Linked DNA regions of Mus musculus: region 2 is linked to region 1. A link is a contact called in public HiChIP or PLAC-seq data. All regions are on one chromosome and are shown on one strand. The core of a region is the stretch at or near the end of the contact, and the rest is flanking DNA. Distances in the headings are between cores, read along the strand shown. Region 1 holds the start of Med11 (mediator complex subunit 11). Region 2 holds the start of Kif1c (kinesin family member 1C).

Region 1 (4,953 bases), core at 381-2,880:
AGCCCTGAGCACCAATCACATTCCATTCACTCCACATACACAGAACTCCTCACTGGACCTCAACCATACCAGGCTCCTTCACAGCCCCATCTCTTAGAGAATACTAGCTCCCTTTTCCACAACAACCTTTCATCCATCACAACAGCCCTTTAGAATTCAGTTCAAGAACCACTTCCAGGGCTGGAGAGATGGCTCAGTGGTTAAGAGCAATGGCTGCCCTTTCAGAGGAACCTGTTCAATTCCCAGCAACCACACAGTACCTCAAAACTGCCTACAGCTCCAGTTCTAAACAATCCAATGTCCTCTCTAACCTCCATGAGCAATGCATGCACATCACTCACAGACACACATACAGATACAAAATACCCTTACTCACCAAATTAAATAAATAAATCTTGGTGGGCAGTGGTGATGCACACCTTTAATCCCAGTACTCAGGAGACAGAGGCAGGCGGATCTTGGTGAGTTCGAGGACAGCCTGACCTACAGAGCAAGTTCCAAGACAACCAGGGCTACAAAGAGAAACCTTGTCTCAAAAAAACCAAATAAAATAAAATAAGCTAACAAACACCATTGAGTGAGAGAACATTTCATTTATCTCTATATCCATAGAGCCTAGCACACCTAATTGATAATCAAAGACAGAAAGGTCGAGGGAAGGAACCAGGACATGAGAATGAGCTGGGCTCAGGATCAGGAAGAAGCCTTAGGCACGGAGAATGTCATGCTTTCCTTGGGAGAGGTTGGCCACCAAAGAGCCCATGACTACCCAGTATGGAGGAACCCACTTGAACTCCCACTGTCATCACCTGGCCCAGGGCCAATGCTTAATAATAAATTCTTATAAATTCAGTAAGTCAGACAGTTAACTAAATCAGAGAGGTCTGAGTGGCTTTGGGCCACAGGGCTGTTTCAGTGGTGGCTCATATCTTTAATCCCAGTATTTAGGGAGGCAGAGGCAGTGATACTCAATTTGTGGGGAAGGGGGTGAGGGGAAGACTAGTGCCCAAGTCATGTCTGGCCACCCTTCTTTAATAAGCCAATTAAAAATGGAAAGTTAAAAAAGGAGACGTATCCAATGTGGCCACATTGGGAAGAGTGACAAAGAGATCCGGCAAGCCCCCTCAAGTCAGTCTTCAGGGTGCTAACGCAACATCAAAGTTTAAATAGAGCAAGGTTGTGCACATCTAAGTACCCCACCCCCACCCGCACCCCCACCCTCAGTCAAGGTGTGTGGTCACACCCATCACTGACTATTCATTATCTGGGCTTCAGTCTCATCCTGTAAAGTGGTCTGACAAGTTGTTAGAACTGTGTAAAATCTCTTTCTGGAAGACAAGTTCTGATAGTCAAGACTGAAGAGATACAAGTATCTCTTTAAACTATCTTCATTTTTGACAGACCTATTACACCAGAGGATCTCTATGAGTTCCAGGCCAACTTGGTCTAAACTGAGATCCTGTCAGAAAACAAGTCAATAACCGCCTCTTTCCACCCCTGTCTGGCCTGGCATTAGCGCCCTGGCAGTCAGACTAGACCAGGTAGACTCGGAAGGGCGAGGCCGCGCTGAGCATCCTGGGAATTGTAGTGTTCGCTGCAGTGGCCTCTGCGCAGGCGCACATTAACAGGCATTTCCGGGCTGTGGCGCCACACCTCGCAAAAGACGGCCTGTGGGGCTTTCCACTGGAACGATGGCTACCTACAGTCTGGCGAACGAGCGGCTGCGCGCCCTGGAGGATATCGAGCGTGAAATCGGCGCCATCCTCCAGAACGCAGGTTCGGGAAGCGAGGGGCAGACGGCAAGGGGTGAAGACCAGCCCGGGACTCTGCGTGCAGTTGGGGCGGGACCTGAATGCTAGCCTTAGGGCGGGGCTGAGTCTGAAGCCTGGGTCTGACATCGCCCTCTCCCCGCCCTGGCAGGAACGGCGATCCTGGAACTGTCCAAGGAAAAGACTAACGAGCGGCTCCTCGACCGGCAGGCGGCAGCCTTCACCACTTCTGTGCAGCACGTGGAGGCAGAGCTATCCGCTCAAATCCGCTACCTCACTCAGGTGGGTGTGTCTAGAAGGTGCTGGGCGGGGACCCCAGCTCTGAACCAACGCCCTAGCCTTGGGGATTCCCTGAGCTTTAGCTAGGTAAGACTGCCTCTTACGCGATAGGTACTTTCATTTCAGGGCTGGTTTAGTCCTCTAAAAGGAAAGGATTAAAAATGTCTAGGGTGTATAAACAATACCCTAGGCATACCAGCTGGCACAGGCCGGTATTCTGAGCTACTTAAGTGCCTGAGGCTGGAAGATCACAAGTTCAAAACTTGTCTGGGCAATTCAGACCCAGTAGGTCAGAAAGAGAGTTGGAGCTCTGTGTTAGAGCACTTACCTACCATAAAGAGGCCCAGGTACTGAAATAAATAAATAAAAATAAATAAATAAATAAATACTGAAGCTACCGAACGTTGTTCCCAGAAACTTGTGAGGCCATATTTGCTTGGGGACTAAGAAGACAGACATCGCTAAGAGGCTTCCAGAGTCTTTACTCCAGCTGCTACTGTTTACTGACATCTGTGGTGTGCTGGGCATATCCTAAAACTCTAGGAAGTATTCGCTGTGGTCCCTATTTCATAGATGAGGTTCACACAGTGGTTAAGCTTTTTCTTTTTTTTTTTTTTTTGTTGTTGTTGTTGTTGCCTTAGAACACTGAGTTACCAGTCAACTAATGTAGATCAAACTTGGGAAAGATGTGAGACCAGAGAAATAATACTGCCCGGTTGTGGGTGGTAAAGAGAGGCAGTACCCCATTGATTGATCTGACTTGTAGGTGGCCACAGGGCAGCCGCATGAGGGCTCCAGCTACTCTTCCAGGAAGGACTGTCAAATGGCTCTAAAGCGAGTAGACTACGCCCGCCTCAAGATTAGTGATGTGGCGAGAACCTGTGAGCAGATGCTGGAGAACTGAGTTCGGATGATCCAGAGTGTGCCCTGCACCAGAGACCGTAGGATGGGGAGCAGTGCATCATACACGTGCCCTACTGGTCAGGGCAGACGAGGACCACAAGGCAGAAAGGAGAACTGAAGAATCCAAAGCCCCAGTGTACACACATCTCTTCTGACTCTTCCAGCAAGACGGCCCTGTTTTCCACTATGCAAGATCAGACAGAGGTCAGAGGTCAACTCCCAACCCACTTCCTCATGTGCACCCTGCCCTGGAGTTTCAGAAGACTTGGCCCAATAAAAATAAATGTGTTCTTATAAGCACACACAGTGGCTCACACCTGTAGGCCCGGTACTTGGGAAGTAGAGGTGGGAAGATTGCTGTAGTTTGAGACCAACCTGGGCTAAGTACATAGAGGGACCCTCCTTCAAAAGGGGAAGTTATGTTCCTCATTGGAAGAAACAAAACAGGAACTAAGTGTTTTAATAATAAAAGCTGTATTTTTTTATAAAGCTAAGAGTCTCTCTCTCGCTCTCTCTCTCATATGTATGAGGCTCCAAGAGACTGAGGACTCGAGTCCTGTCTACACAGCATCAGCCCAGTCTATATAGCATCAGCGTGGCGGCTGTGAGGAGGGGAGTGAGAAAGCCCAGGCTTCAGTGTGGGGTTGGAGAACAGCTGATGGAGTCTCAAGAGAGACTTATGGCCAGGGGGCACCATCAGCAGTTCTGAAGGGACAAAGACCCAGAGTCTGCAGAAGTCACTAATTCTAAAAAAACATTTGCCAAGATTTATTTTATGTGTATGAACAATGGTTTTGTTATTGTATGTATATGTGTACCACGTATATAAATGGTGTCTGTGGAGGTCAGAGGGGGTTGTCAAGTCCCCAGGAACCGGAGTTGCGGATGGTTGTGGGCCACCATGTGAGTCCTTTAGAGTCTTGAACAATATCTGAAACCTGTTGACTTATCTCTCCAGCCCTCAGCCAATTGGTCTAAAAGTAATCTTTAGTATTACAGTTAAAAACAGAATTTGTCCAGTTTATTGTTACACTATGCAAAAAGCAGACACTTTTTAAAATTGATCTGGTAGTGGGAGGGTTGAACCTAGAACTTTACACATGCTAAGCAGGCACTGTACCTTGGGACTGCACTTTTGAACCACGTATTTGAGTGTTACATTTTATTAGACGTGGGGGAAGGCTAAGGGCAGAGGGGCTATTCATATATTATTAGTTGTAAAGAGTGTTCCCCAAGAGCAGTCCTTTAATCCCAACACTGCAGAGGCAGGCAGATCTTCTGAGTTTTAGGACTGTCAGGGCTGAATAGTGAAACCCTGTCTTAAAAAAAAAAAAAAAAAGTATTCAGCGACTGTAATCCTAGCACTATAGAAAGTGGAGGCAGGAGACCTAGGGATACGTAGTCATATACACAGGGAAGGCTGGAGACCTGGGGATACATAGTCATATACACAGGGAAGGCTGGAGACCTAGGGATACGTAGTCATATACACAGGGAAGGCTGGAGACCTAGGGATACGTAGTCATATACACAGGGAAGGCTGGAGACCTAGGGATACGTAGTCATATACATAGGGAAGGCTGGAGACCTAGGGATATGTAGTCATATACATAGGGAAGGCTGGAGACCTAGGGATACGTAGTCATATACATAGGGAAGGCAGGAGACCTAGGGATACGTAGTCATATACACAGGGAAGGCAGGAGACCTAGGGATACGTAGTCATATACACAGGGAAGGCTGGAGACCTAGGGATACGTAGTCATATACATAGGGAAGGCTGGAGACCTAGGGATACGTAGTCATATACATAGGGAAGGCAGGAGACCTAGGGATACGTAGTCATATACATAGAGAATTTGAGGCTGGCTTGGACTAAATAACATCTTAGCTAAACAACAAAACCCTGGAAATCCATACCTTTTTTATGAATGTCAATGGGGGCAGATGTGGTAGCATATGTCTTTAATCGCAGAATCTAGGAGGTAGAGGCAAAGGGTCA
Region 2 (4,860 bases), core at 1,213-3,712, 250 kb after region 1:
TGACTTCACAGCTAGCCAAGATGGGTAGGAAGCTAGCTGGTTAAGAATACTAAATATGGGGGCTGGAGAGATGGCTCAGCGGTTAAGAGCACTGACTGTTCTTCTGAAGGTCTTGAGTTCAAATCCCAGCAACCAAATGGTGACTCACAACCACCTGTAATGAGATCTGCCGCCCTCTTCTGGTGTGTCTGAAGATAGCTACAGTGTACTTACATATAGTAATAAATAAATCTTAAAAAAATACTAGATATGGAGAAAGACAGGGGTGTATAATTGTATTAATATTAAAAATGTTAGCTATGAGAGCTGGAGAGATGGCTCAGTGGTTAAGAGTGCTTGCTGCTCTTGGAGAAGACCTGAGTTAGGTTCCCAGCATCCATGTCAGATGGCTTACACGTGTAACTCCTAACTCCCCTCTAGAGGATTTGATACCCTCTTCTGACCTCCACAGGCACCCATACCGGCATACACCCACATGCACAAATATGAGCACATATGTAATTAATTAAGACTATTTTTTTTTCTCTTTTTGAGACAGCATTTCTCTGTGTATCCCTGTCTGACCTGGAACTGGCTCTGAGATCAGGCTGTCCTCAAACTCACAGAGATCTGCCTGCCTCTACCTCCCAAGTGCTGAGATTAAAGGCATATGCCACCACTGCCCAGCTTAAAAATAAAATCTTAAAAAGTATATACTAGATGGACAAATGGATAAAATTGCTTGTTGCCCCATCCTGATGACTTAAATTCAATCTCTGGATCTGATCTCTACACATATGCACACATGAAACACAAAAATACTTAATTATTTTTAAAGAATTCTAGAGAAGTCCAGAAAAATAAAATTAAATAAATGAACAAATACTAGGTAAAAGCCAGGAGTGATATACAGACTTGTAATCCCAAAGGCTCAGGAGACTTAATCTTTGAGTTTTGACTCCAGACTGGTTTAAAACAAGATTTCTGTCCAAAATGAAACAACAAAAAAAAAAGCTGGGGAAGCAATATGACTGCAGTTAAGTGGCAGAGAGCTTGCCGACATGCCCAAGGCCCTGGGACCCTAAACAATAAACTGCCTGGTAAGTTAGGAGTGCATGTTGGCTGGCATAAAGGACAAAATCAGAAAATGTTACAAGCAAAGGTTATCCAAAGAGTGAGCCAGGCATAGTTTTGCAATCCTGTGACCCCAGCATTCAGGCAGCTAACACAGGGTTGAGTGTTTAAGGCTAGCCTGGGGGTAGGGGTTACAAAGAGAGACCCAGTCCATCACAAAACAAAATCAAGGGCAGCTAAACTGAGCTGAGAAATGTTGAGGAAGATTAAAAGCAAAAGGAGTATCTTGAAGTGGCAGATGGTCGAGAGTTGGGCTGTTTAGTGTGAGATCTAAAAAATGGATATCCTGAATTCGTAGGGGGTCTAGAACTAAAGGAGCAATGAGGAATTTGGATGGCTGTGCCTGAGTGGGTGACCTAGATCTAAGGGGTTTAAGGCAGCCAGACGGAATGGATAGTTGACCAGGGGATAGTCAAGACCTTGGCAGCAAGATACAACTAAGAGGGTGGATGGGCATCTGAAAGGTGTCGCCCTGGCTGAGGAGCCTGGTGTTGGGGTAGCCTTACTGGGGGGGGGGGTGGGGGGTGGGGGGGTGGAGAACTAGGTCTAAAGGGGCCAAGGCGACCTCTGGCAGGAAGACTGGGGTCTATAGCCAAATCTTTGGTAATAGGCAGGAAGGCAAAACTGGGGTGGTGAGCTTAGGGACATGGGCAAACCAGGCTGGACAGGCAGGGGTCTCCTTCACCGGCCCTGAGAAGGCAACAGCGGCCTAAGAGGCCACCTGAGCCTGAGGGGCTGACTGGGGCTGACTGGGGCTGACGGGCTGAGGCGGCGGTCCGGGAGTCAAACCAGAAGGCTATCTGAGAAGAGAGCGTCCGTGCGGCTATGTCGGCGACGTCTCTGCATTTGGCCCCATCACCTGAGGCAACTGCGAAGCGAGTTCTGGAACCTCAGGTCGGGCAGGAAGGAGCAGCTCCGTAGTGAGCCCGGTCGCCCCACTTGCCTGGCTCGCCTGAAGGCCGGGCCTGAGGGGGACCGCCTCCTGGGCGTGGTCTGCCATTAAGCCCCGCCCCCTAGGCGCGCCTCTGACGGCGACGACGTGCGCGGCTCCGGCCTAAGTCCCCTCCTGCGTCCGACCTCGCCTTTCCCGACTCCTCAGGAGCGCTAGTTTTCCCACGTTCTGGTGATTTGCTTTCCCTTAGTGTCCGCAACTCAGTTTCCCTGTCTCTGCCCGGCGAGCCCTACTGTCAGAGTGCACTGCCCCTTTAACTAGAGTGACCCGGGTGGCTCCTTCCCGGGACAGCGCGTGCCCGCTCGCCCGTCCGCGCGCGCGCCCGTCCGTCCGTCCCCCGCCCCTCGCTCCCGCCCCAGCTCGCGCTGCCCGGGCGGGCGCCGGCCGCTGGCGCCGCTTCTGCTGCCGCCCCCGGGGCGCGATCCGCCGCCCGCCGCCCGGGGACCCGGCGAGGGGCGGGGGCAGCCCCGAACTGGCCCCCGGTCTCTCCCTCGCCGGTCTTAGGCATCCCAGAAAGTTTGTCCCTTTGCTCTCCGCCGGGGAGTCCTGCCGCGACGAGGTGAGAGCCGGTGGGGGGCAGGGAGGGGACGCCCGCGGAGGAATGCGCTGTGGGGCGGGGAGCCGGAGTTCCGAGGTCCCGATTGCACGACCCGGCCAAGCGGGCTAGGCGCGAGAGCTCGGATCATGTGCTATTTATCCCGCGGAGGCGCAGAGAGGTGCCAGGCCCCGGGCAGCCGTCGGTTGGCTGGACTGGAGGACCAGGAACTCATGGCCGCCCAGAGAGGACAGGCGGGGGCTTGTTGGAGACCTGCCAGTGGGCAAGGTGCAGGTGACCCGAGACCCCCTTTGGAGTCGGTCTGCCCCACCTAGCCTCCTCCCCAGTGCGCCTTTAAAGCAGGACCTGCAGACCCTGCACCTACTCCCTATATCTTTACCCCGCTGTACCCTATTCTTGCCACCCAATTCCTTGTTTTCTTAGCTTCGGACGAGTCATATTGCCTGTCCACCCTGGTGCCCTTCCCTCCCCTAGTTAGGGTTTTGGGGGTCAGGACTAGTCTTCCTGAGCCAGTCTCTGTGATTTCGGCTACTCCCTTCCTGTGGTGGGATAAACCAGCCCCTTCACTCCTCCCCTGCTCTGCCTAGGAAGGCTGGGGAGGTGAGGCCCAAATAGCATGACAGAAATTGGCGGTCTTTGGGGGCTACAGGTGGGAGTGCAGCATCGTTGATCTCTTTCTTTTTTTCTTTTTCTTTTTGAAGTCTTCACCCTGCTATCCGTGGGCGTGGGCTGCTTAGACTCTCCTCCTAGGGTGTGGGCACCCGGATCACCCACATTCCTAGGCTGCAGCCTGGCACTTTCCCCAGGCTAGTGGACGCCATAGCACTAGCCCCAGGTTGGGTTAGGACCAACCTGTTTCCTTTTCCCTTGGCTTTCCTTTCATGAAGCCCCCCTCCTTGGGTGTAGCCCCCCCCCTGAAGATACAGGTATTCTGGGTCTCCCTGCGAGGAGTCCTGGGGGGGGTGTTGATATTATGCATACAGGATGACCCCACCCTCCCCTGCCCATTGTCCTGGATCCTGAGGAGGAAGTACTGGGGGCTGGGCAAGGGGTTTGGGGATCACCAGCAGGCCCTGTGAGTCCTTGTTACAGGCTGTTCCACTAGCCCTTGGACTTTGCCAATCAGTAGTGGCCCTGCCTCGTGTGGGGGTTGTCAGCTCTATGTGAGAATTGCCGACCCTGGAGAAGAATTACAGATTCCAGTTTTATGACTGGGTTTTTTTGTCTCCTCTTACCTGTCTGTCTTCTGGGTTTCCAGTTTGTGCTTTGGCCCCAGAGCCCTCACTCTCTGTCTTCTCAATATCTCTGAGTCTCTCTTTCCTTTTCTTCTGTCATTCTTTATTTTTATAGCCTGACCTCAATCTTGTCTCTTGTCTGATTCCTCTCACTTTCTTGGTGTCTGTAACTTTCTGTCCCTCCTCTTCCCTTCCTGCCACCCTCAGCATCTCTGCCCATGTGTTCTTCACACTGAATCACCCTCTGTCCAATCTGTGTTTCATTCTCTCTCTCTCTCCTCTAACTGAATGCTCAGTACACTTGCAAGTGACTAGGAATAAAAATATCACTGTCTCTGCCCTTGGATTCACATTGCGTTCAGCCACTCCAGAGGGGCAGCTTATCCTTAGCTTTCCTAACACATCCCTCTCCCTTGCCCTCTAAACACAGAACCCCAGACAGACCTTTGGAGCTACAGGTGCCTCCTGACTACTCTTCCCCCACAATCAGGGTTTCCCTTACAGCCCTGCTGGTGTGGCCAGGCCCCAAGTGTAGGATGGGGCTCCCCATACGCGGGCCGGTGGCAGCCAGAACTGATACAGCCCCGCTGATCTGGGGCCAGGACACCAGGTAACTCTGGGGTGATGGCCCAAGTCCCTGCAAACTGGGATCTGGTTGGGGAGAGAGAGGCAGGACTGTTTTTGGGAATGACATTTGGGAGGAAGGCCAGCAGAGCAGCAGCTGAGGGGCTGGGTACCCTAGCTGGGATGGAGACATGGATTCCAGAAGCAGGAGGCAGTGTCGAGTTTTCCCAGGGGCTTTGACCACCCCCTTGTTTTCTGTCCTCCAGCTGAGGAGGGCAGGAGATCCTGGAAGCTATGGCTGGAGCCTCCGTGAAAGTTGCAGTGAGGGTTCGGCCCTTTAATGCCCGTGAGACCAGCCAGGATGCCAAGTGTGTGGTCAGCATGCAGGGCAACACCACCTGTGAGTGAATCCAGAGGCCTAGCTGGGACATCAGAGGGGA

The links. HiChIP or PLAC-seq counts read pairs in DNA pulled down with a chosen protein or histone mark.
Region 2: a contact with region 1 is called in an H3K27ac HiChIP or PLAC-seq map of embryonic stem cells, with 5 read pairs. The contact joins the promoter of Kif1c here to the promoter of Med11 in region 1. A contact is called at or near these places in 8 of 39 promoter capture datasets (the C10 cell line, cranial neural crest, embryonic stem cells and 5 more), 5 of 484 Hi-C or Micro-C datasets (B cells, Sertoli cells, embryonic stem cells and 1 more), 15 of 115 datasets of contacts at active chromatin or transcription factors (the SCID.adh cell line, bone marrow-derived macrophages, embryonic basal ganglia and 7 more) and 2 of 9 other capture datasets (adipose tissue and liver).

The regions. Positions count from the first base shown.
Region 1 is chr11:70,450,288-70,455,240 of GRCm38.p6, forward strand. It overlaps Med11 (mediator complex subunit 11), which reads left to right and starts at 1,631. Exons shown (of 3, transcript NM_025397.3): 1 at 1,631-1,776; 2 at 1,921-2,051; 3 at 2,815-3,445. The coding sequence starts at 1,692. The coding sequence ends at 2,952. Cxcl16 (chemokine (C-X-C motif) ligand 16) reads right to left here. Exons shown (of 5, transcript NM_023158.7): 5 at 4,902-4,953.
Region 2 is chr11:70,698,086-70,702,945 of GRCm38.p6, forward strand. It overlaps Kif1c (kinesin family member 1C), which reads left to right and starts at 2,463. Exons shown (of 23, transcript NM_153103.2): 1 at 2,463-2,624; 2 at 4,287-4,466; 3 at 4,687-4,820. The coding sequence starts at 4,715. It overlaps Inca1 (inhibitor of CDK, cyclin A1 interacting protein 1), which reads right to left and starts at 2,070. Exons shown (of 7, transcript NM_001252484.1): 1 at 1,973-2,070.